6 separate regions of the Mus musculus genome follow, and all the other regions are linked to region 6. Evidence: chromatin contacts called from public HiChIP or PLAC-seq and promoter capture Hi-C data. All regions are on one chromosome and are shown on one strand. The core of a region is the stretch at or near the end of the contact, and the rest is flanking DNA. Distances in the headings are between cores, read along the strand shown.

Region 1 (3,862 bases), core at 907-3,406, 800 kb after region 6:
TTATGCTCTGAGAGAGCTGCCACAAAATACCCACAGCTATTACTGTTCCAGAGAAACCTGCCATGTCTTAAGGAGAGGGGACCTCTCTGAGAGACCCCCTGCTTCTCCTTCCCAACTCAGGTTTCTTAGACGAAACCACATGTAAAGCTCAAATGTATCCCAGAGGTGGCCCACACCCAGTGAATCCCCGGGGAGCTGAATTAGAGGCAGGGCTGCTGAAAGTCCATTCTCTGCCAAGGAGGGGTCACCAGGGCAAGAGGACTGGACTTCCGAACGCTTTGGGTCCTTCGCACTTCATGGTCTCAGGGGACACAGCAAGAGCAGGCTAGATGTGGGAATGGAACCAGAACCTTATTTCATTCTTTTAACATGCTGCTGATTCGCAGGTGCTGCACCCTGGAGAATGACCTGGCGCAGAACACCCACCTGGAGACTGGGTGCTGTAGAAACCTGCATCGTCTTTCCCCAAGGCAAACCAGCTTGGTCTAGTCAAGAGTTTGGAGTCAGAATAGTTGTGTGGAAATAACTGCCTTTTGTCCCTTTCTTTTCAAGGACTGCTCTGGTACAGTGTCCTCGGGGTCTGTTCCCTGCCCTGGCTGAAGAGTAGTCCACAATTGTCCCTGACTAGCACGGGATTTCCCATGCCTCTCAGGTAGGGCTGGGTTCTCTTGGGTCAGGTGGGGCCAGGATGCACAGCTTAAGCAAGCGTCTCATACAGAAAAGCTTGTTCAGAGAGAGTTGCTTCTCTGCCTCAGGTAGACCCCTCCCAGTCTCCTGCACAGGGACTCAGTATTCATGTTAAGTCCCACAAGGAACCAGAAAAAAAGGCTGGGGAAATCTGAACAGAGCAGCCACTGCCTTGGGTCAGAGGGTACCTTATTAGAGAGCAAAGAGAAATCTGAGGCACTGGCCCAAGACAAGGGGCGCTGCTCACCGAAGAGGCAGGTGTAGAGCTTGCAGGAGGGAACCAGTATGATCCCGTACAGGCCTCCCAAGTGCAGCAGGACCATGAGAATGATGTTCCTCCAGACGTACTCCAGCTTGGGCGGGGGTCCCTCCTCATCCTGATAGGTGGGGTCGTGAATATCTTCTTTCATTTCAGGACGGATGTCTTCTTCCAGGTGGAGGGGCACCGTCTTCACCTTCTCTCGTTCATTTCCGGAGGGAGGTGCAGTGATGGTGGTGGTGGTCGTGTAAGAACTGGAGATCTGCAAAGAAAAAATTCAGTCGGGGGAGGCCGATCTGTGGGGCTCTCTCTCTCTGTCTCTCTCTGTGTGTTGTGTGTGTGAGAGAGAGAGAGAGAGAGAAATAGGAAAGAAGAATGAAACATTTATAGCCTCAGTAACACACAAAGGGATCCCCGTGTAAGTTATACAAGTATCGGTAGGACGGGCTTTTCTTTAAAGCAGCGGTTCTTAACCTGTGTCTCACGCTCAGCCCCTTTGGGGGTCAAATGTCCCTTTCAGAGGGGCAGCCCAAGACCATCGGAAAACAGATATTTACATTACGATTCAAAACAGTACCAAAATTAAAGTTATGAAGTAGCAACGAAATCATTTTATGGTTGGGGGGGAGGGGGTCACCACAACATGAAAAACTGTAGTAAATAAAGGATCGCAGCATCTTGAAAATTGAGAACCGCTGCTTTAAAGCTAAAGGCACGAAAGTTGGGACTCATCTGCCCAAATTACAATCTACACCTCTCAACCAACCGGTCACGTCAGAATTCGAGAAAGCCCAGTAGTCCGGAGAACTCTCAACTTTCTCCTCCCGGGACCAGTCACCTAGCTGCGTGGCCAGTGCAAGGAGCGAGGGCCGCTTCTGGAAGCTCACCTCTTGGAGCATGTGGGCCGGCATGATGATAGTCAGTTGCTCGCCTCACTTTCCCAGTGCTGAGATCGAGCGTGGACTTCGGTTCCGGAGCCCGTTGGTGTAGGCGAGTGGCGGAACTGCGCTTGGAAACCTGCCCTCCTGACTCTCGGGATGGGTGTTCAGCCCGGTCTGGCTGTGCACAGATCTCCCTGGGCTGGGATTTTAAAGGGTAGAGCAGGCGATGGGATGACCGTGTTCAGTATTTCCTCAGCCCCCTTTTATCGGCTGCCAGCAAAGGGTAAAGAGCGCAGAGATAGCTAGCCAAGGAAGCCAGGCGTGGAGGTGAGGGAGGGAGGGAGGGAGGGAGGGAGGAAGGGAGGGAGGGAGGGAGGGAGGGAGAGAGAGAGGGCGGGACCAAGAACGGGAAAGAAAGCCAAGTAGATTCCAGAGTAGACCTTGGAGGCGCCGGGATGCTGAAGGCATCAACAGGGCGCGCTGCTCCAACCCCCTGCCTGGGGATAAATGCTAATGTGCCTCCTGTGAAGCCCGTCTTGTCATTGGCCAAAGAGAATTTGGTGCCACCTTGTCCTGCCTTTTCCATTGGCTAGGCGCAATCTGCTGTTCCCTCTGCCTCTAGCTTCTCGCTCTCTCCTCCCCTCTTTTTCTCCTTATCCTCTTTGCTGTGGGCTGATGGGTGACTTTTCTTTAAGAGCAGGATAACGTGATTCCAAGTAGGAATTGTGTGCAAGCCTAGGACTTTGGTCTGGCGCTTAGCAAATGGTTCACTGGGGAAATCGCATCGAAAGAAGTGAGGAAGACACTGGCTACCGCCACTCACAACTCGGTCTAACTTCACATCTACCCCCACTTCCAGGCACCAGCAAAGAGAAACCCCGGGAGACTGGGATATGAGGGTGCGCCCAGGGCTCTGACCCGGGAAAACAATAGTGTATCCCTTCAGCCAGCATCCGGTTGCTGCTGCGTTCTTGACAGCACACGCTGAGTTACAACTGCACTCACTCATTGGGCTCCGTCTGCCGGGGACCGCCTCTGCTGGGAGCCAGAGCCCAATCCTAGCTGCTTCTCCTCAAACGGGACGGGACGTTTGAGAGCTCCTTAGATCCTCACGTTGAGATTCCAAGAAAAGGGACTAAGGAATCAAAGGGCCTGAGTGTGCGGTGCGAATAGCAAACAGGCACTTTGCGATCCCTAAGAAGTCTCAAGAATTTCCTTTTTGTTGAACCCACACTGACCCTGAGCAGTAGGTATTCCTTGGTACTTACTGTTATTGGTTTCTTTTTAGACAAGGTCTCTGAAGCTCTGACTGTCCTGGAACTCACAGTGTAGACCAAACTGGCCTCAAGCTTCATAGATCTGTGTCTGCCTTTGAGCTGGGTCCAGCTCCTCGGTCTTTTTAAAAAGGAAGTGAAATTTAAAAGAGTTGAGGTTACCTGTGGTCACGCTTAGCCAGTGTATGGTGGAGCTAGGAATTGAGTATCAGATGAGTGGCTCAAAGGTAAAGGCAGGCCTGGCATGGTGGCGCATGCCTTTAATCCCAGCACTCAGGAGGCAGAGGCAGGCGGATTTCTGAGTTCAAGGCCAGCCTGGTCTACAAGGTGAGTTCCAGGACAGCCAGGGCTACACAAAGAAACTCTGTCTCAAAAAGCCAAATGCAGCCTGGTCTACATAGTGAGTTCTTTTCTTTTTTTCCTCTTCTCGCTTTTCTTCTGCCTGCCTGCCTGCCTGCCTGTCTGTCTGTCTGTCTGATATCAATGGCTTTGCAGCCTACTCTACATAGTTCCTTTCTTTCTTCTGAAAAAAAAATTTAAGATACGGTTTCTCTATGTAGCTCTCACTATGTTGGAATTTGCTTTGTAGTCCAGGCTGGGCTTCAAACTCAGAGGTGTGCCTGTCTCTGCCTCTCAAGTGCTGGCATAAAGGTTTGTGCCACTAAGCCCAATTTACAAAGCAAATTGTAGATCATTCAGGGTTACATAGACCTGTTTGACAATAGCAGCAGCCAGGTTCTCCTGGGAATTTCCCCTATTCC
Region 2 (3,479 bases), core at 396-2,895, 950 kb before region 6:
AGGAGGCACAGAGTCTGGGATGTGTCCAGGGCCACACATCCAGGAAGGAGAACCAAGGTCTTGGGCTGAGTGTGACTGGTGGCTTTTCTCTGACCTGTTAGTATGAAGATCACAGGGAACATTTCTCAGGAGCCAGCAACACGGCTCAGCATGGGTGCTTTCTGTGCAAGGCTGGCTGGCTACCTTGGATCCCTGCAACCCAGATAAAGGTAATAGGAGAAAAGGCAGACTCTCCCAGCTGCCCCGAGGCCTCCACATGTGTGCTATGGGAGTGCATCCCTGTGCCCACGTCAATAATAAATGAAACAAAGCAAAACAAAAATGAAGCCAGTGACAGCTTGGGCTGGAATTTAAGCCACAATTAATTGAGCCAAAGGTAGAAACTGTCCCTAGACATGAGGGACCCTTGGGGACATTAAAATGTGCTTCTTGAATGTCAAGGATAAAGTTCTTCTAAGCTGCCGACAAATATCCATGAAAGGAATTTTAGCATTAAATAAAGTTCGACGAGTTTTTATCGATACCTTCTTAGAGCCATGTATGTGTGGGGTGGGGAAGGCCAGTAGGTAGTCCTGGCAACCTCACACTACTGAGGTAGAAGTTGTCAAGCATAACTGAGAGGCAGGGCTTCCAGAAACTTCTCTTAGAGCTCACTGACATTATTTTTAAAGGTTCTAAGAAGAATACTGGCTCAACTTTTTTCAGTCCAGACTTTTCTGAATTTTGCAATGGTCCCTCCTCTACTGCCCTCTTGCCCCTGGGGAATGTTTGCAAACATCTTTGGAATAGTCTAGGGGAGCCCCATCGGCCTGCAGGCAGCTCCACGGTGGGGGCCTGGGCTGTCAAAGCCGAAGGACACGCCCCTTTCTTTGTTCAACAGACCATGGGGCTCTGCTGCGAGGACTACAGAAGCTTCTCTTTGCTCTCTTGGTCAGAAAAGATGTTAGCTCCAGCTAGGATCTAGCTTAAAACGGGTGTCCTTCCAAATTGGGGGATTACTCAAACCTCTCAGCCTTTGAGCTAGAGGGATCCCTCGGGTCAGCAAACAAGTGTTCAGGCACGTGAGTGCCGCGTGGCTTTCGGAACACATGCAGGAGCGGGTTCCAGCAGGAGACTGATGCAGCCTGAATTGTAATCAGAGGAACACACTGGAAAACAACAGATTCGGGCCCTTTGCCTCTGGGCCGGCTTGGCAGCGTGGTGCACAGGACTCTGCTTGCCTCTGTGCTGAGCTCACCCTGCCAAGAGCCAGACTTTGTCCGAACATCCATGTGCGGGCTGAAGAGGGGAATCTGTTGACAGGACCCAGCTTCCAAGCCTGGACCTCGTGGCCATAGCTCTTCTCCAAAGTGACACGTAGCCAGGGCTGTTTACCCAGCAGAGTCAGTGCTTGGAGGCCACTTAGCTTGCCAGTGCTGTGGTAAGACGGAAATGCCTACATGGGCGTGGTGACATTTGTTTCTAGGTTGGAAAATAGCCTGGCAGTGTTCTTTGATGTCCCATGGTCCTGGACTGGCTTCAGGCCTGTCACCAGGCTTTCTGAGCCACCAGCTCTTCTGTGAGACATGCCCCCCCCCCCCCTGAGCTTAGCCTTCAGATTGGGTCATCAAGAATCTGTGGGAATCTCTGCATACCTTACCAAGTAGTCACTGTTTCTAGTCTGTCCTGAGTCACATGCATTTAAATGTCCCAGTAACGCCATGAGGGGGGAGTCCAAGGGTGCTCCTCATGTTATGTTGGGAAACTGAGCCCCAGAGAGGTGGAACTGGCTTCCAGGATTTCTGGGGTGGAGCTGGCATCTCTGCTTAGGTCTGATCTACAGAGGCCCGGCCCCAGTCACTTCATCTCTGCTTCAGAAATGGCCTCCCTCCGAGGGCCTGTTGGCGCGCTAGGGTCTCCCAGTTTCTCCTTAGGATCTTTTCTGCCAGGTGCTCCAGAGAAAGATGTGGGGAGGAGAAGTGGCCTTCTCTCTCTGGCTTGGAGGCCGCTGTCCCCTCGCTTGGGGTATCATAGAGTAGGGGCACAGAGGCTTGGAAAGGACAATTATCGAACTCACTTTGTCCTCCCAGAAGCTATGAGGGGAACAACCAAATATCTCATTTCATAGTTAGGAAACTGAGGTACAGAGAAGAATGTATGACGTTATATACTGACAAGCATCAGAGGTGAGGCCTAAACTCACAGTGGCTGGCTCTGGACATACCTGATGTACATTATGCTGTATTTTAGGTCTCAGAGGGCTGAAGATGGAAGATGTGGCCCTTTAATATGGTTCCTCGTGTTGTGGTGACCCCCCCCAACCATAAAATTATTTCTGTTGCTACTTCATAACTGTAATTTTACTACCGTGACGAATTGCAACGTAAATATCTATGTTTTCTGGTGGTCTTAGGTGACCCCCGTGAAACAGTCCATTGATCCTGAGGGGACTGAGACCCACAGGTTGAGAACCACCGCTGTAGAAGAAGCAATAAGCCCTCCCTACTCATACTATGGGAAGCCGAGTTCTATATCTACCTTTTCCTCTGCATCCAGGCCCAAGGGCAAGGTGTAAGAAGAGGAAATATTTAACTTTTTGTGTTACTCTGACCAAAAACCTGTCAAGAGGCAACCTAAGGGAGAAAGAAATTACTTTGGCTCACAGTTGTAAGGATACAGACCCAGTGCGGTGGGGAAGGCAGCTGGTCCCATTACACCACCCGCCAGGAAGCAGCTGACAGGAAGTGAGGGCAAGGCTATCAAAAATGTAAGGCTCACGGCAGCCCCTAATACTTCCTCTATCAAGACTCCACCTGAAGTGTTTCCACCATCTTCCAAAACAGCAGAGCTTGCAGGAAACCAGGTGTTCAAACACATGAGACTGTGGGGGAGATTCCACATTCAAACCACAAGGGGGAGTGTGCTGATGGGTGGTAGGGAAAAGGCACCCATTTATCTACTGGTTCCTTGGGCGCATTGCACCTGCAGTGTGTCTCACACTGTGATTGGCACAGAGGAATTTGGCTTTCATTGGACTGAACTTGAGTTTTTATCTCCATCGGAAGCCAGTTACGAAACTTCCGGGCGTCAGTGTCCTTCCCTCCCCAGGGAAGCTGGTGGCAGCACAGTTTCTGAGCTATAAGGAGGCCTCCGTGAAGTTAAAGACACTGGGGACTTAGAATAGTGCACGCCTGTGTAAGAGCTGAACAAGTGGTGGCTGTCAGTGCTATTATTACCTCTGTCCTTGGGAGCTCACTGTCTGGTGGGGCCCAGACATTAAAAGGAAGTAGATAATTTCCTGATGACTTGGGCCAGGAAGTGAGGCGGCATTGCTCAGAGCAGTGAGGTTAGAATTCCTGCCTCCTTGCTCTCTCTGAAGTGTCTTGAGGTCAGTCCTGCACTTCATCCTGAGGCTGAGGCCAGCTTCAAGTGCTCCTTCTGCACTGGCCCAGGGGGGTGCTGGTGCCCAGATTGGGTGTCTATGTCACTTTGCCTGTTCT
Region 3 (3,646 bases), core at 890-3,389, 800 kb before region 6:
CCTGCCTGACATCTTCTCTTTGTTGCCATGGGAGGAGGAGGAAGTGAGTCAGAGGAGGGATGCTGGAATGGGAAGATCCTGGATACAGGAGGTGGGAGATGTCAGATGGGAGGTGTGTCTTGAGTTCCAGACAGAAAACAGTCGTGTTCTAGAAACATCTCCAGTGAAGCAGGGAGTCTGGGAAAAGGAAGGGGGCTGATGCGCGTCGGTCATTGATCATTCCCAGTGAAAGTTAATGTGCTCGAGAATGGAGCTGCTCCACTGTCTCCAAATCTAATTCAAAGGTTTTCGGTTTGGTAAAACTCAGGCCCTGTTTTGCCAAACATTTTTCCCCTTAATTTCAAAGCCCCTGTGTATTTTAAGGGAAATTTAATCCACATGTTTCTGATTCATTTACACTTAACTCATCAAAATATTGTTTTGTAAGAGTCATTTGATGTCCAAGAACCCTCAGGAACCTTTTTTATGAGCTTAAAAAAAACTTCTTCTGAAAAACAGGAAGTCATGTTTTGCCAATAATAAACGAATTTGAACCCCAAAAGGCTCAATTTTGCTTCAACATCTACCAGGTTTCAGTTGGTTCTGAGTGTGGCTGAGGACCTCAGCTCCACCCCAGAAACATACATAGTTTCAGCAGAATGGCCATAAAACAGTTTCTCTGTCAACACTTGATTGCATGGAGTGGAAGGCCTGCCAGCGCTGTATAACTGGTTAACTTCAGGCGAGGACAGAGGCATTTGCTGGTGTTGGTGTGAGAACCTGACTTCTCCTAAATCAGTTTTAGGGGATCAGGCTCTGCGAGGTCGGAAAGGATCCATAATGCATGAGAGACATGAAGGTGTCCTAGTGGGTGACAAATGACTACCAGGGAGATATAAAAGGGATGTCTATGCTCTGTGGGGCACAAGGCTGATTGATCTCTAAGAACCTTCTTCAGATGAAAAACTCTGCAACAAGAAGGCTGCCATTGACATACAGGGGATACACACTGTGCAAAACTTCTTACACACAGGGGATGTTACAGACTCCCCAGAACCTCAGAAGGTTATGGAAGTACAAGCAGCCCAAGCCTCCTGTTTTAATATAGGATATTTATTTCAGACTGTTCGCCAAGGTTGATTGGTATGTAGCCAATATATCTGTTATGAGATGATTCTGTAGTTTTGTCTTCTTTGCCTACAAAGAAATTTAAGTGCATCAGCCAATAGTGCTGCTCCTAACTGGTGAGGCTGTGAGACAAGAGAGATACATGGCTTCTAGGAGCAGGTGTCTCTCCTACCGTTGTGCCTAGTTATCTGGGCACCTGATACTTTTTGCAAGGAGGAGACCTTGCAAAAGTATCCATTCCTTACATATTTGAAGGAATGAAAAAGACCTTTAACTTGGTCCTTATCATTATTGTAGTCTTCTTTCCTTTAATGAGAGGGAGAGTTTATTTTGATAGGAGCTTGGTGGAACTCCTTTCAAGAGGTTCTCTGATTGGCTTCCATAGAAGTGGGGGCATAGTTGGGGCAGGGAGAGGTTGTTGGAGGTCTCATGATAGTGAGCGGTAGAATTCTATACCATTTTATTACACTCCCCCCTCTAGCTGACATGATCGGCAAGCTCTGTAACTACAGCTCAGTGAGGAGCACCGTGTTTCATGTACTTACAAGACCTTTCTCATGCCTGCCACTGTATCAGACACAAAGAACATACACAGGACCACTGGCCCCAGGTTCAAGGTACCATCAGGATGTAAGTGAGACCTTCTCATGAAATGTCCATGAGCACTAGTGTGAGCCCTGGGAAGGGCCTCCATGGGAGCCCTCAGTGAGGACACACAAATCCTTCTCAGCACTTATATGTATTGCTGGCCTATTCCTGGACGCAGACTACTATTACAAAGGCCGCAGACTGGTGCATTTTCCAATAGGGACAGAAGGTGCCAGGAGTAATTTTTTCTCTTGAGGCTGGGGTCCACCTTTTGGGTGGCTGCCTCAGGGCCTGCCACAGACAAGGAATACAATGTTGCCTTGTGTGATGATCAGATAATTCCAGGCAAGGCCATAAAGCAGTCAGTCACTGTCAGGTAAGGGACAGAGCTTCCTGCTGAGCAAATGGGATGTTGAAAGCTTCTGGCCTGTCCCCAGGACAGCGTTCCCTCCTCTACAATAGGCACTTGTATCTACAGGGAAGACAACAGCCCCTGGCGCCCACCTCTGCTTACAGTGAGGCTTTGAAAGCATCTTATCATGAGGAATGAACAGGCTTGGCCTCTGTCTCATCAAGGCTGGAGAAGGAACATATGGTGTAATCCGACCACAGCAGCTCTTTGTGCTTCCCTCCCCTTGATCAGCCCAGATAGGCCCTGGATGGAGGTCTGACAGGAGCCAGGAGGCAGTCCTGCCCCCAGGTTTTCTCTGTAGTAAGAGAAAGAATTCTTCCTAGGGTAATCGCCTCTGCCTTAAACAGGAAGTGATGTAAGACAGAGATGGCCAGTTGGTTTTTGTTTTAGATTCAGTTTTAAAAATTTCCCCTATGGCCTGTATGTTTTAAACTTAAAAAGAAAACCTGCCAAACTTCACTAGTAATTGACTTACCTGTTTTAAAGAGAACTGTGTTGATGCCCAGTACTTCAGGCCAAAAGGAGGGTACGCTCTCAGTACCACGCTGGGTTCCGATGCTTCCAGAACCTCTTTGCCTCCAAAGGAAGTCTACATTTTACAGCCTTCTAACACTTAACATGGCTGAGGTTTCTGAAATATGGGAACTGTCCCTGAAGCTAGCGTGCTTCCCCTTGGGCACTCTTTTCCAGAGACCTAGGTGGGACACCAACCAGTCTGGACCCCGTGCTCTTGTGCCATAGATACTTATTTTCTTAGGCTCTGTGGTGGGTCAGAGCGTCACACTCAGCCTCTTGTCTTGGCTCAGGTTTACACACACACAATTTTTGTGGGCATCACATCAACTGGCACAGCCAAAGTGCCCAATAAACATCTGTTGTTTGAGGAAGAGACTGAACAAAAAGCATTGTCTGAACCCTTCCTGAGTAAATCCTAGAGACGAAAGGCTTCCTTGACAAGAAGCTATCAGTCCTCGGCAACCTGCAAAGAGAATGGTGACCACAGAGGCAGTATTCAGTTAAGACCAAGTGAACAAAGGTGGGCTCTGAAGGGTCCCAGGACCCCGGCTTTCTAAGAGGGGCTGCTATTGGGTGACCTTCTGCTCCCACCGTTTGTGGGAAAACTTACTTGTGGTGGTTTGTGCAGTGAGCATAGATTCTTAGTTTGTCTCGGATGACTCTTCCTGGCCGAGGCTTCCGCTGGAGCCCAGCTACATGCACTGCCAGGACTTTGGGGCCAATCAGACGCTTGTAAAGCAGAGAAAGCCAATAGTCCTGAGGGGAATGGAGAGGTGGAGTCAGAGAGACAACGCATGCGCACTCAGGTGTGCTGAGAAAACATGACAAACACGGGTCAGAGACTACGTCCTGCTAGGAATATAGTGTGGCTACCCTCCTAGAGCAGGCCGCTAGCTGATAATGAAGAGTCCTTTCTAACACAACCTTCCACTGACTAAGTGGGGCAGAGTTAACTGACATGGCCTCAGAGCAGCTTGTGAACAAATGAACCAAGTTCTTCTCAAACGAAATAGCCAGTTGGGG
Region 4 (3,682 bases), core at 527-3,026, 1.0 Mb before region 6:
ACTGGTGTCACTCCACACTCAGGGTCCTGGGGGATCCAAGATGATTGTCACCAGAGTGTTCTCTTTCCATGTCCCCTTTCTCCTCTGTGCTCTTCTGAGGGGGTGGGGAGTGGGTCACTAGGTCTGAGCTGAGAGATGACCCTATACTGCTCCTGCTATGGGTCAGGGAACTACCATCAGTGACCATGTCAAGAGTCCAGGTTTCCTCTCTTGGCCTCTCAATTTGCACACATGTGAAATGGCCCTAGGGTGTTAACATGCTGTTGGGGGTCTCTGATAGGCTAGGCTGTTCTGCTTTGTGACTGTGGCTCAAGTTCCCACTGTTGGAGGTCTCCTCAGAAGCCACAGGCCTTCAGGCTCCTTGCCTAGAGGCAGGGGTGGGCTTCTGCTGCAAGACCTGTGCCTGTAAGCTAGGGCAGTGCCCTTCCTTTCAAGCCACCAGGATGCAGGCCCTGGAGAGCCTCCATACTTCCTGCCCACTCCAGGTTCCCAGAACTGTTACTCACACCAAGCTCGTCTCCTCATTGTCATTCCCAAGACAGAGCCTTCATCTCCCAGGGCCCATTGTTAAACTCCTACACACATGTCAACACCCAGCTCAAATGCTGCTCCCTCCAGAAAGGCCTCCCAGTATCCTACCTTCCTATTTGTTCCCACTGGACTGAGTACAGGAGGACTGGGCTGAGAACTGGGTCTTGGAGAAAGAAGGTGCCCTTTCTCTTCCCCAGGGAGAAGGGAATGGGTGAGGGGGCCACAGGATAAGAATGCCTCTAGGACCCTGTTTGAATAGGCCTCTCCATTTCACAGATGGAAAGGTCGGGGCCCCAGGAAATGAAATAGCTGGACTGGCCAGAATTCAAACAGGCCACCTGGCTACAGTCTGGGCTCTCATTGATTGATCGATGTTGGATGAGGGAGAGAGAGGGAGGGTGAATGGAACTCTACCTTGTCACTGGCTATATGACTCAGGCTGAAGTGCAAGGGCACTGGAGTGAAGTCTGAAGACACAGGCACCTGCCCTGGCCAGGAGGGAAGGCTGCGAGAGGATGATTGCCCAGGATTCCTAGAGGTTTGGGGGGGGGGGGCGGCTATCCTGAGAGGCTAGCTGTGGGTCACTCCTAGTCCTTTTTCTGTGACTCTCTGGGCCTTGGTCTAGGCCCTGTACCCTTATGGCATCGTTCCTGTGGTTAGAGCAGAGCCTACAAATAGGCTCCCACCTATATAGGGCTGGGGAAGGTGGGGTTTGAAGCCCTCTGCCTCCAAACCCTCTTTCACATCATCTCCAGCAGTCAGCTCTATGTAGAGGGGAGCCCAGCTCTGCTCCAGCTCTTAGTGCCCCGAGTCACAGGAGAGACATCTAGTTCTATTTTACTCCGTCCCCAGCATTCTTTCAGGGTGAGAAATGGTTACACACAGTGTGTTCACACACAGTGTATTCACAAACCTAACACCCAGACTCCTGCTTGCCAGAGCTCTCTCCACTCATGTAGCCTTGAACCAACTCCCCTAACATGATGGGCACTTGTCCAGTGGGGAAGCAGGTTGTGACCCACCCACTGGGCTGACTTATCCATGGGATCCCCCCATTCCTCTGAGCTTCTAGAGGCCTGCCCACCCGCGAGAAACAGAAGAAAGGACAAGACAGACAGCAAGAGGCAGACAGGAGATCGCAACAGGCAGGAGCTCACCGGCAGGATCTGGAGGTCGGGGCTGGGCTGGGCGCCACGGCAGAGCAGCGCTAACGGGCCTCCCGGGGCGCCCTGGGGGCTTTTTATCCGCCAGCCTCCCGCCCCAAGTCCGGGCCTTCCCCGGGGGAGGTCGCAGGCCCCGCCCCGGGCGCGCCTGTGTGCACGGGCAGCCCCGCCCGGCCGGCCACCAGCCAGGCGCGCAGCTCGGGACTGGGCCAAGTTGGGAAGTCCCAGGCGCTGCGGGGAGCGTGGGGGGTGACGGAGTCCCGGAGACGCATGGCGGGGGACAGCGTCGGGTGGCAAGGATCCGGTCTGCGAGTGCCTCTGCAGGCACGGTTTTCTCCTCTGTCTAATGGGCGATCGGAGCTGTGTCCCATTAACCTTATAGAACTGAGCGCCCCACAGTCTTAGGTCTGGATCCCGTGGGCTGCTTCTGCAGGGCAATGCAGGCGTTCTTTTGGGGTGAGGGCCCCGTTCAGTGGTTGGGTGATGCAGCTTAAGTAACAGTCTCTCTGTGACCTGGTCCCCAAGGTTTACTGAAGGCGGCTTGAGAGCAAAGCTCTGCTCATTATGAAGTTCAGTCCCAGGAGACAGGATTTGCTTCCCAGAGTCATAAACCTCGCAGCAGAGAACTTAAGACTTCCGGTACTTAGCCAGGATGTCCCTGGTCCTTGCCAGGTTCAGGGGATGAGGGCAGTGGAGGACAGAGGGGAATGAGAGGCTGTGGAACACAACAAATGAAGGAAGGCCTGCGGAGGGGAGTCCCCCAGCTGAAGAAGCAACCAGGCTCCAGGCCTCGGGCTTCCAGTCTTCAGCTCCTTCAGAACCTCACGTGTGAAATGAGCAGACTGTTTCCAGTATCCTCTCTAGTCTCAGAGCAGTGAGCGGCGCGTCCCCCACCTTGCCTCAGATTGACAGCTAACGGTTTCTTCATTCAGGACCCTCTGTTGATTTTTCTCCTATGTGCTAGAAAAAGGGCTAAAGTGCTAGACGCTGGCAGGGGGGTACCCAAGTCTGAAGAGGGAAGATGTGCAAATAAAGGTGACCTCAAGGCAGAGGTAATGAGGGCCAAGATGGCATGTGACAGCCAGGTCACCTTGACCATGTTGCCAGAGACCTGGGTCCACCCCTAGCTGCTCATGTCTAAGATGTCCCCCCAGTGGCCCTGCCCCACCCGACCTGGGCCCAAAACATTCCCTAGGATGAATCAACAGGAAAGAATGCTCCCAGCCTCAGGTCAGTGGCAGAGGCAGAAACCCGGCTCCTCCCCTAGGGACAATGAGGCAGCTGTGGACCAGGATACCAGGTATGCACGGGGCCTCCACCCTCTGCCCAGCCACCTCTAATGCAGAGCCAGGAGCAACATGGGAGGCTCCGCCTGCTGCCAGTCACCCACCAGGCCTGGCTGCCCAGAGCTAAAAATACCTTGGAACCCAATGAATGAATTGATGTTGGCCGGAAGTCCTTACCTTGCAAGACTGGCCAGAGGCAACGGTGGACAGCAGGTGAGGGTCTTCCTTGAAAAGTGAGGGTATTAGGCCTAAGCTTAATTCCAGTGGGATTTCCCCTTGTTCTTAAGTGCTAATTTGTGAGGGTCAAAGGGAGAACTCAGTTCATCTTCACTGCCTGAGACAGGATTTAACTAGGTCTGCAGCTTCCTCCTGCCTGACTCCCTGGCCTCACAGGACCTCAGCCCAAGGTCTGTGACCCTCTACCATACGCTTCATGGGCAAGACAGTGTCTGCCTTGCCCTGGCAGCTCTTTGACTTTGTTTATCCTGAGTATATTACAAGTCCTACAGCAGTACTCAGTAACTACTCACATTTGGAATATATGGTCTAGAAGTCACAGGTCCCCAGACTGGTCCCAGGAAGACACAGGCAAGCCACCTGTGGTCCTGTCCTTCTCTCTGTGAGTTTATAGAGTAGTGGATACATACAACCAACCAGCCGGGAAAAGCAAGTCCTTGCCAGGATCACTGTAACGGGGGTGGG
Region 5 (3,804 bases), core at 922-3,421, 930 kb after region 6:
TCCTGGTCTGTCGTGTCATCGTACCTGTGGCCAGATACACAGGGTACTGCCTGGCCGGGCTCCACGCTTGGACAGCTGGCTTCTCAAGTTCTTTCAACTTCATGGTTTCCGGGAAACATATATGACCTTTGGCCCACTAAAAATAGAAATAATAATTAAAAAAAAAATCTTAGGGCCAGTGATCCAGGGAGCGTCTGTGGACACAGAGATGGTCTCTCTTCTCTACAAGATGAAGTAGTCCAGCAAAAAACAGAATGAGAAAAACAAGCTCATCTGACAGTTCGCTTACCCAATGGCTAAAACTGATTATCTAAACTCCCAAGGTCTTTAATCAACATTGGTTACTACAGTTCTACCGACAATAACCATCAAACTAGGTAATTTCTCAGTGACGTTGCCTGATTCCCTTGGTTTTAAATATTGTATCTGTGCCAGGGAACCCTGTATTTATGTCATTGACACACATCTGTCCTCTGAGTACCAATTCCCAAGGGAAATGGATAATTAAATATTTCTAGCTATAATGTACATCTATGATCCAAGCATTCAAGAGGCTGAGGCATTAGAATCATAAGTTCAGGCAAGCCTGGCGTGGACTACATACAAAGTAAGAACTTATCTTAATATATTTAAAATTATAACATTCATAGATATGTGTGTGTGTTGCCTGCATGTATGTCTGTGTACCACACGGGTACCTAATGCCTTCAGAGGCCAGAAGAGAGTGTTGGAGCCCCTGGAACTGGAGCTACAGATGGCTGTGAGCTACAATGTGAGCGCCCCGGGAACCCAGCGGGTGCTCTTACCAACAGAGCCATCTTTTCAGACCCTTTCCTTTTGCGGGAGGGGGCGCATGGTCTCCCGTAGCCCAGACTGGCCTCAAACTTGCTAGGTAACTGAGAATGATCGTCCTGTCTCTACTTGGCAAGTGTGAAGCCCCCACACCGCATTCATTTTAACTCTGTGATTTCCACTTCTAATGTATACTCAAGGTCTCATCCTCACGGGCCAGCGAAAGGGCTGAAAGGTAAAGAAGGACACTTAGAACTATTTGTGACCTGCTTGAGCAACCCAGTCAGGTCAGCCTCACCTATAAAAGCAGGCGATAATAGTACTTAATCTCTATTGTACTTTCCAGCTTGAAAAAAGCTTGGGGCTGTCAGTTAAGCTTGTTTCTGGGAGCTTCTAAACTCCTGAAGCTCCGCTTTATCAGTGACCAGCGAACTACACTATTTCGTCACCAGTGCCACCTGCTGGTCAGAACCATCCTGTACAGAAGCGCAGCGACCAGCAACAGCGCATTTGCCAGGCACAACTAGAAATTTCTATAAATTGTTACTTTGTTTTACATAGAAAACAGCCGGCTAAGCCGCAATGTAAACCCCGTGCTTTTAACCATTATATTAATTTAAGCAAAGCTTTCATGACGTGCTTAAACCATTGACAGAAGGACGGGAGAAATGCTTTTTTTTTTTTTTTTTTTTTTTGGTTTTTTTCGAGACAGGGTTTCTCTTTATAGCCCTGGCTGTCCTGGAACTCACTTTGTAGACCAGGCTGGCCTCGAACTCAGAAATCCGTCTGCTTCTGCCTCCCGAGTGCTGGGATTAAAGGCGTGCGCCACCACGCCCGGCTGAGAAATGCTCTTTTCATCCACTTTGCTCTGAGGCATCATTTTATAAGAAAAACCCTCGTTAGGATCAGAACAGCCAGAGCAGTGGCGGGCTGATAGGGTCGGGGAACCACTATCAGGGAGGACGACCCTTGGCAGTCCAGTCCTTAGGGAGAAGGTCAACACGGCTTCTCGCCTGCTGACTGCCATACAAGGCGCTTGACGGTCAGTTACCACTGGCCAGGGCACCGCGACAGTGTGCAGGCTGAGGGCCCGGTCAAGTCAAGGCTTGGGGGGCAGTCGGAGGCGCGCGCAGCGCTGCTGGACCTCGGCGGGGTTGGGGACACTGTGTGGCAAGGGGAGCGGGACCGGGTCCAGCTGGGGGGATTCGTACTGGTGCTCCAGAGGCGTGGCAGCCCGGGTGTGGTCAAGGCGAGCTCCCCGGCGTCCTCCCGTGGGAGGAGCGGTGCTCCGGGACCCCAGACCCGCAGGGGAAACCCACCTGTTCCGAGCGCCCAGGTCAGGGGTCACAGGCGACCGCCTGGGCCGGTCCTGTCCCAACCAAGGGCGCACCGCGCTGCGGACGGCGGCTGCCGAGGGCCAAAAGTCAATTTGCCCTGGCCACAGCTGGCGACCCACTCCCTCTGCTCGCCTAGCTGAGCTCCTCAACACTAATCTGCACCGAGAGCGATAGCGCAGAGGTTTCCCAGCAGGGCCTGCCTCACTTGCCCTGGGATTGCACAGTTCTAGCCCCCACACCAGTACATGCTAGTCTATTCTATTTGAGTCAGGCTCCTGTGTATAGAAAGGGAAAACACTAATTCAATTTATTATGTAGTTATTAAAGTGAGGGAAGCCCATGAGCTCTCAGTGTGATCTATTTAGCTAAAAAGCAATCGAGGTTGTAAATAGTAGTGGTGCACACTGGAGCCTACTAGTAGAGGGTGTCCACAAACTGATTAACGGCTGTGTGTGGAAAAAGAGACAACTGTGAACCAGGCACTTCATGGAAGATTTCAGGCACATGACATGGGCATTACTCCTTGGAGCTGAAAGAACACTAGGTGATATTTCAGCAAAAAGGGGGGCCAAAGCAGCTAATGGGCATGCTGGCATTTCCCATACAGTAAGTCAAAGAGACTGATCAAGAACAAGTACTGATAGATAAATTGTGGAATACCAATTAATTCTGCGGTTAACAGGGAATTACTGAAAATTATTGGGTCAGAGGCACTAGTGGCAATTGTATTTTGTATCTGGCAGTATGGATCCCTTTGGAGAAAAAAGAGAGGAAGGCAGGGACCCAATTACAAGAGGAATAGAGCAGCCCAGGGACCGGTGAAGAAAGTCAGGATTAATACTGGTGACTGAAGGAGAGCTGCCCTGGCTCTCCTGACTGAGAAAGGAAAGGATTCAAGACAGCCGGGGCCCAAGAGCAAGGGAGACCCGGTGTCGCTGATAACAGAGTTAAAACCTTGAGGCAGAGGAAAAGAGAATGTGAAGATATCACAGATGCTTTTCAAGTTGAGATAACTGTGGAGGTAATTGTGGCAGGTGAAGATGCCCAAGTTGGTTCAAAAGTGCCACTTGATGCATGGTGAGTTCTACCCGGGTCACCTCTGAAACTGGGGTGCCCATTATCTGATGGGCAGTTCTGAAACCAGATAGACACCCATGTGTGGCACCATCTGTGCCAGGACCATTCTTGCTACAACTAAACATTTAACTTTTTTTTTTTTTTAAGTGTCCTATCACAGGTGAGCCGGTGATGGGGGTGGAGTTGGGGAGTGAACAAGGTCTGAGCCTTAGGAACTAGAGGTGTGGATTGGCTGAGAGTGCTTGCTTGCCCTAAGGCTTGAAACCCTGGTTTTATTTCCCAGCACTAGAGAAACCAGTAGTCGTGGTGGCTTCAGGGTGGAGGGTCAAAAGTTCAAGGTCATCTTCAGGTACCCAAGCTACCCAGCAAGTTCAAGGGCACCCAGGGCTACAGGAGATTCTCTCTCTTCCTCTCTCTCTCTCTCTCTCTCTCTCTCTCACACACACACACACACACACACACACACACACAGCTGAACCTTGGAAAGTACTCCCAAATTAGGGAATAAAGCAGAAGTACCAACCACACTGATGGAGCATCACAAAAGAAATCGCACTAAAGTCCTAAGGTTCAAGTCCCAGCACCCACATTGCAGCTT
Region 6 (3,681 bases), core at 1,012-3,511:
AGGGGGGTTCACCCAGCCAGGGTTCTGGGGCAAGGTTTAAGTGAGGCCGACCGCCCTTAGCAAGCAAGAAACCAAGCAAGAAAAATATGCGCTCCCGACAGAAGCAACGGCTTTTTATCTTTTCTTTGGTCCAGATCTTGAAATCACTTGAAAGCTAAGAAAAGTGGAGAGCAGAAAGGAACACAAGCATTTCTCTGCGATGGGTTTTGCCTTGCAGTTGGCTGCAGGGTGGGGAACTGAGACTGGAGCATGGTTTCCTTCTGGTCCTCTGTCTGGCAGCTGGGACGCGCAGCACGCGTCCACTCAAAGTCCCCCACCCTGCAGCGCGGCGCACTCACCCCACCTCTGGATGTTTGAGCTTCGGATCCACAGCAAAACCAGGCACACTCTTCCTTCCCTTGGTGGGCTGGCGGGCCCTTTGTAGAGACCACGGCCTCTGCCCGCAGCGTCTAGTTTCAAGTCTTAGAGCAAAAAGGCTCCTGCGACCAAGGAATGGTTTCAAGGAGCCGGGGCCTAACCACAGATGATCTTTCCCCATCTCCCCCAGAGCACGTGGAGGGAGCCTCGTACCAGCCTCCCGGGTGGCCCCACGAGCTGCCTCCCCGCTGTATTTCCGCTCCCCCCCCAAGAGCCCCGCCTCTCTCTCCTCCCAACCCGCAGTTCTTTCTTTCCAGGACCAAGGGCATCAACTCCTCTCGCTGCCGCCTCGGGGTTCCGCAAGGCCGCTCTCCACGTAATCCGCATTCATGCCCTGTCTACAAGTTTCCTAGGGCGTCGTCCTCGGTCACCGCGCCGCCATCCGGCGAACCCTTCTAGTTGAGGCCGGTCTCTCCCAAACTGTGAGGTTCTACGGGGGCGGGGGGGGGGGGAGGGAGGGAGAGAGAGAGAGAGAGAGAGAGAGAGAGAGAGAGAGAGAGAGAATAAATAAAAGCAAGGGCGGCCTACTGAGGAACCCTACGTTGAAAGCGGAACTAGTTTGGTTTTCCAAGGCCTGCTGCCCACACCTTTTGCTCTTAATCTCACAATAGTGCCCCTTACCACTCAGGGGCTAGGTATGTAGGCGGGTGGATACCAGAAGGTGGTCTCCATCAGGCAGTTTTCTGAATCTGAGGCTGCATTTAGTCTCCCTGCAGAACACAACCACGGTTTCAGAAAGAGAGAAATAAGGCGTTTCAGAAAGTTGAGGCCTAGGCTCGGGCTCCCGATTCCCTTCAGAAGGCTGCCTGAGCTGCAGCCACAGCGGGGGTCCCCTCCCTTCTGAGACCAGAGCCACCCAGTGTGTGCAGTGGAACACCAGCCCGGTCAGAATCAATGCAGGCAACAAACACTGCTCTGACCTCCCACAAAGAACAAGGGTAGTTACAAGTATTGAGCTCTTTGCTTTAAGTAGACAACTGTGCTATGCTTCCGGCCTGGTTATCCTTTAAAAAACAAAAACAAAAAAACTCCAACAATAACCCTAGAAGAGGCAATTCGGCTCCTTTATATTGACCAGGAAACTGAGAACGTCCAAAACCAAATACTGACTCAGGCCAGGCTTCGAAGCATAGAGCCTCTGCACACTAACAGAACTCGGTCGTCTTGTCTTCTACAGACCTGCTCTCTGAAGCCACTTCGAGGGCTGCAAGGGCAAGTACGGTCTGGACCCTGCCCTCAGGGACTCACAATCTAAAGTGACAATCGAGCGGACACTAAGTACAGCTTTGGCACTAGATGGGAGAGTGACAAGTGACATTACTGAGCAAGTTCCGAGGAAGAGGACCTCTAGGTGAGGTGATCTGGCGGAGTTTCCTTGGAGGTATTTAAGCTTTTCCTCGGAGAACAGCTTTCCACTGTGGAAATGAGGGTGGGAAAGGCACTCCAGGTGGCGAGGACAGCTAGAGCAAAGGTGAGGTGGAATTTGACACGTCGCTCATATTTCCACAGATACAACACTCCTCTCCTTAGAAATCCGCAGTCTGGCCTCTCAGAACTGCCCCTGGTCGGGAAGGTGCAGCCAGGTGGAGCGGGAATCGGTGATTCGGACACCCGGTTTTTTGCAGCTTTTCCCACCGCGACTTGGATCTCAGGACCCTATTCTAGTCCCTGTCTATTTCTGGTAGCGCAGCAACATCCCACTGGGTGGACGCAGAGGGCGTGGCCCACATACACAAGAACCAATTGGGAAGGAGGCCAGGATGCCGACCCCGCCCCTTGACGTGACGCAGGGCCCCCGGACAGAGGCTTCACAGCCCCGGCCCCAGTCCTTGCAGTGGCTGTAACAAAACCCAGACCCCCAGGTCCCGGCCAATGGAGGGGATTTAGACTGGACCGCGTCTGTCAAAAGCTCGACTCCGCACCACCGCGGAGTCCAGAAGAAGAGCTGGAGCCACCGCACTCCCTCCCCGCCCCCGCCGGGATTTATTGAGTATTTGGACTGGACAATTAAGTGGCCCTGATGATGTTACCAAGCCCGGTCACCTCCACCCCTTTCTCAGTCAAAGACATTTTGAATCTGGAGCAGCAGCGGCACTTCCACGGAGCTCACTTGCAGGCGGAATTGGAGCAGCACTTCCACTCGGCACCCTGCATGCTGGCCACGGCTGAAGGGACGCAGTTTTCCGATGCAGGGGAGGAGGACGAGGAAGAAGAGGGAGAGAAACTGTCCTATTTGAACTCACTAGCTGCTGCCGAGGGCCATGGAGATTCGGGTCTCTGTCCTCAGAGCTATGTCCATACAGTTCTCCGAGACGCTTGCAGCGGGCCCAAGGAACAAGAAGAGGAGGTTGTGAGCGAACGGAGCCAAAGTGAGTAGAGGGGGAAGGAAACGCGTCCGCACACCTGGGGCAATGGCTCAGCGCCTATAAACCCACAAACCGTGCCTGCATGGCCACCCGCCCCTTTCACATTCGGCTAGGGTCATGCCTATGCCAGGTTCAAGGACAGCTCTGCAAAGCACAGGTACCTGAGATGGTGCTGGGGCGGGGATAAAAGAGAAAGAGAGAACAGCTCTTGCCCGGAGCAGGGACCCGGAGCAGTCCCCGAGGGAAGGAAAAGTGATTATTGCAATCCTGGTTCCTTGAGTAATGAGTGACGGGGGCCCAGAGCCTGGGTCGTAACTTGTCCGTTGTGTGTGTGTTCTCTCGCACACCCATCTTCTCAAAAAAAAAGGGGGGGGTCAGTTTTCTGCCATTTTTCTGTCTTTCTTCTAACGTGAGGTGAATTCAGCGAGGCCAGGGCAGTCACCCCGGCTGTCCCGAAAAGGCAGTGCAAGAATGTTGTGTTTGGGCCATCCTTTCGGGCAAGACTTTGAGAGACACCAGCTTACTTCGGAGCTTGCAGTTCTTACGTTCGAACTGCAAGGAGGAGAGGTGGTGGCCAATGTGTGGGAGCTCGATCCATATCAGATGACGGCAGCAAGTCACACCCAGGAGGTGAAGGCCTCTGAAAAAAAATATCGTAATGCTCGCTTTGTTTCTTATACTGCAGGCGGAGTGGAATGGTTAAAGTTCCTGAATTAGTTCTGAGTGGGATTCTGGCCATTCAGCAGATCAGAGGTGGGGCAGGCAGGAGAATCAGATAATTGAATAAGCCCATAAGGAAATGTCTGAAAGGGAAACAGGATCAAATAATCTCTTCTCCGAGTGGAGATTTGATCTGGCTGAGACCAAAATCTTTTCTCTAACAATTCTCCAGGCCTAA

The links. Promoter capture Hi-C pulls out the DNA fragments that hold promoters and counts their contacts. HiChIP or PLAC-seq counts read pairs in DNA pulled down with a chosen protein or histone mark.
Region 1: a promoter capture Hi-C map of embryonic stem cells shows a contact between it and region 6, with 3 times the contacts expected there. The contact joins the promoter of Scd1 here to the promoter of Nkx2-3 in region 6. A contact is called at or near these places in 2 of 39 promoter capture datasets (both in embryonic stem cells), 2 of 484 Hi-C or Micro-C datasets (both in embryonic stem cells), 1 of 115 datasets of contacts at active chromatin or transcription factors (embryonic stem cells) and 1 of 9 other capture datasets (adipose tissue).
Region 2: a promoter capture Hi-C map of liver shows a contact between it and region 6, with 2.3 times the contacts expected there. The contact joins the enhancer-like site here to the promoter of Nkx2-3 in region 6. A contact is called at or near these places in 10 of 39 promoter capture datasets (the 3T3-L1 cell line, embryonic stem cells, hematopoietic stem and progenitor cells and 4 more) and 1 of 115 datasets of contacts at active chromatin or transcription factors (pancreatic cancer cells).
Region 3: a contact with region 6 is called in a promoter capture Hi-C map of trophoblast stem cells, with 5 times the contacts expected there. The contact joins the enhancer-like site here to the promoter of Nkx2-3 in region 6. A contact is called at or near these places in 14 of 39 promoter capture datasets (the 3T3-L1 cell line, 3T3-L1-derived adipocytes, the C10 cell line and 9 more), 1 of 484 Hi-C or Micro-C datasets (the G1E-ER4 cell line), 1 of 115 datasets of contacts at active chromatin or transcription factors (embryonic stem cells) and 1 of 9 other capture datasets (liver).
Region 4: a contact with region 6 is called in a FOXA1 HiChIP or PLAC-seq map of pancreatic cancer cells. The contact joins the promoter of Loxl4 here to the promoter of Nkx2-3 in region 6. A contact is called at or near these places in 1 of 39 promoter capture datasets (liver), 1 of 115 datasets of contacts at active chromatin or transcription factors (pancreatic cancer cells) and 2 of 9 other capture datasets (embryonic stem cells and liver).
Region 5: a contact with region 6 is called in a promoter capture Hi-C map of hippocampal neurons, with 2.9 times the contacts expected there. The contact joins the promoter of Sec31b here to the promoter of Nkx2-3 in region 6. A contact is called at or near these places in 5 of 39 promoter capture datasets (3T3-L1-derived adipocytes, cranial neural crest, hippocampal neurons and 2 more) and 1 of 9 other capture datasets (liver).

What each region holds. Positions count from the first base shown.
Region 1 is chr19:44,405,553-44,409,414 of GRCm38.p6, forward strand. Scd1 (stearoyl-Coenzyme A desaturase 1) reads right to left here and starts at 2,157. Exons shown (of 6, transcript NM_009127.4): 1 at 1,834-2,157; 2 at 935-1,208. The coding sequence starts at 1,857.
Region 2 is chr19:42,658,711-42,662,189 of GRCm38.p6, forward strand. No RefSeq gene overlaps it. Among named protein-coding and RNA genes, the nearest start is that of Gm25216, 39 kb to the right of the region's middle. Within about 2 kb of position 1,646, at least 109 of the 459 cell types and tissues checked have an H3K27ac peak or open chromatin away from gene starts, as enhancers often do. A contact at or near this core is called in liver, pancreatic cancer cells and trophoblast stem cells, where this site is marked.
Region 3 is chr19:42,809,647-42,813,292 of GRCm38.p6, forward strand. It overlaps Hpse2 (heparanase 2), which reads right to left. Exons shown (of 12, transcript NM_001081257.2): 10 at 3,234-3,379. Among named protein-coding and RNA genes, the nearest start is that of Hps1, 31 kb to the left of the region's middle. Within about 2 kb of position 2,140, at least 22 of the 459 cell types and tissues checked have an H3K27ac peak or open chromatin away from gene starts, as enhancers often do. A contact at or near this core is called in trophoblast stem cells, where this site is marked.
Region 4 is chr19:42,611,030-42,614,711 of GRCm38.p6, forward strand. It overlaps Loxl4 (lysyl oxidase-like 4), which reads right to left and starts at 1,777. Exons shown (of 15, transcript NM_053083.3): 1 at 1,689-1,777.
Region 5 is chr19:44,543,677-44,547,480 of GRCm38.p6, forward strand. It overlaps Sec31b (Sec31 homolog B (S. cerevisiae)), which reads right to left and starts at 2,172. Exons shown (of 26, transcript NM_001033343.1): 1 at 2,112-2,172; 2 at 25-136. The coding sequence starts at 103.
Region 6 is chr19:43,610,064-43,613,744 of GRCm38.p6, forward strand. Nkx2-3 (NK2 homeobox 3) reads left to right here and starts at 2,262. Exons shown (of 2, transcript NM_008699.2): 1 at 2,262-2,786. The coding sequence starts at 2,438. It overlaps Gm20467 (a long non-coding RNA gene), which reads right to left and starts at 1,993. Exons shown (of 4, transcript XR_001782682.2): 1 at 1,739-1,993; 2 at 1,039-1,127; 3 at 339-847.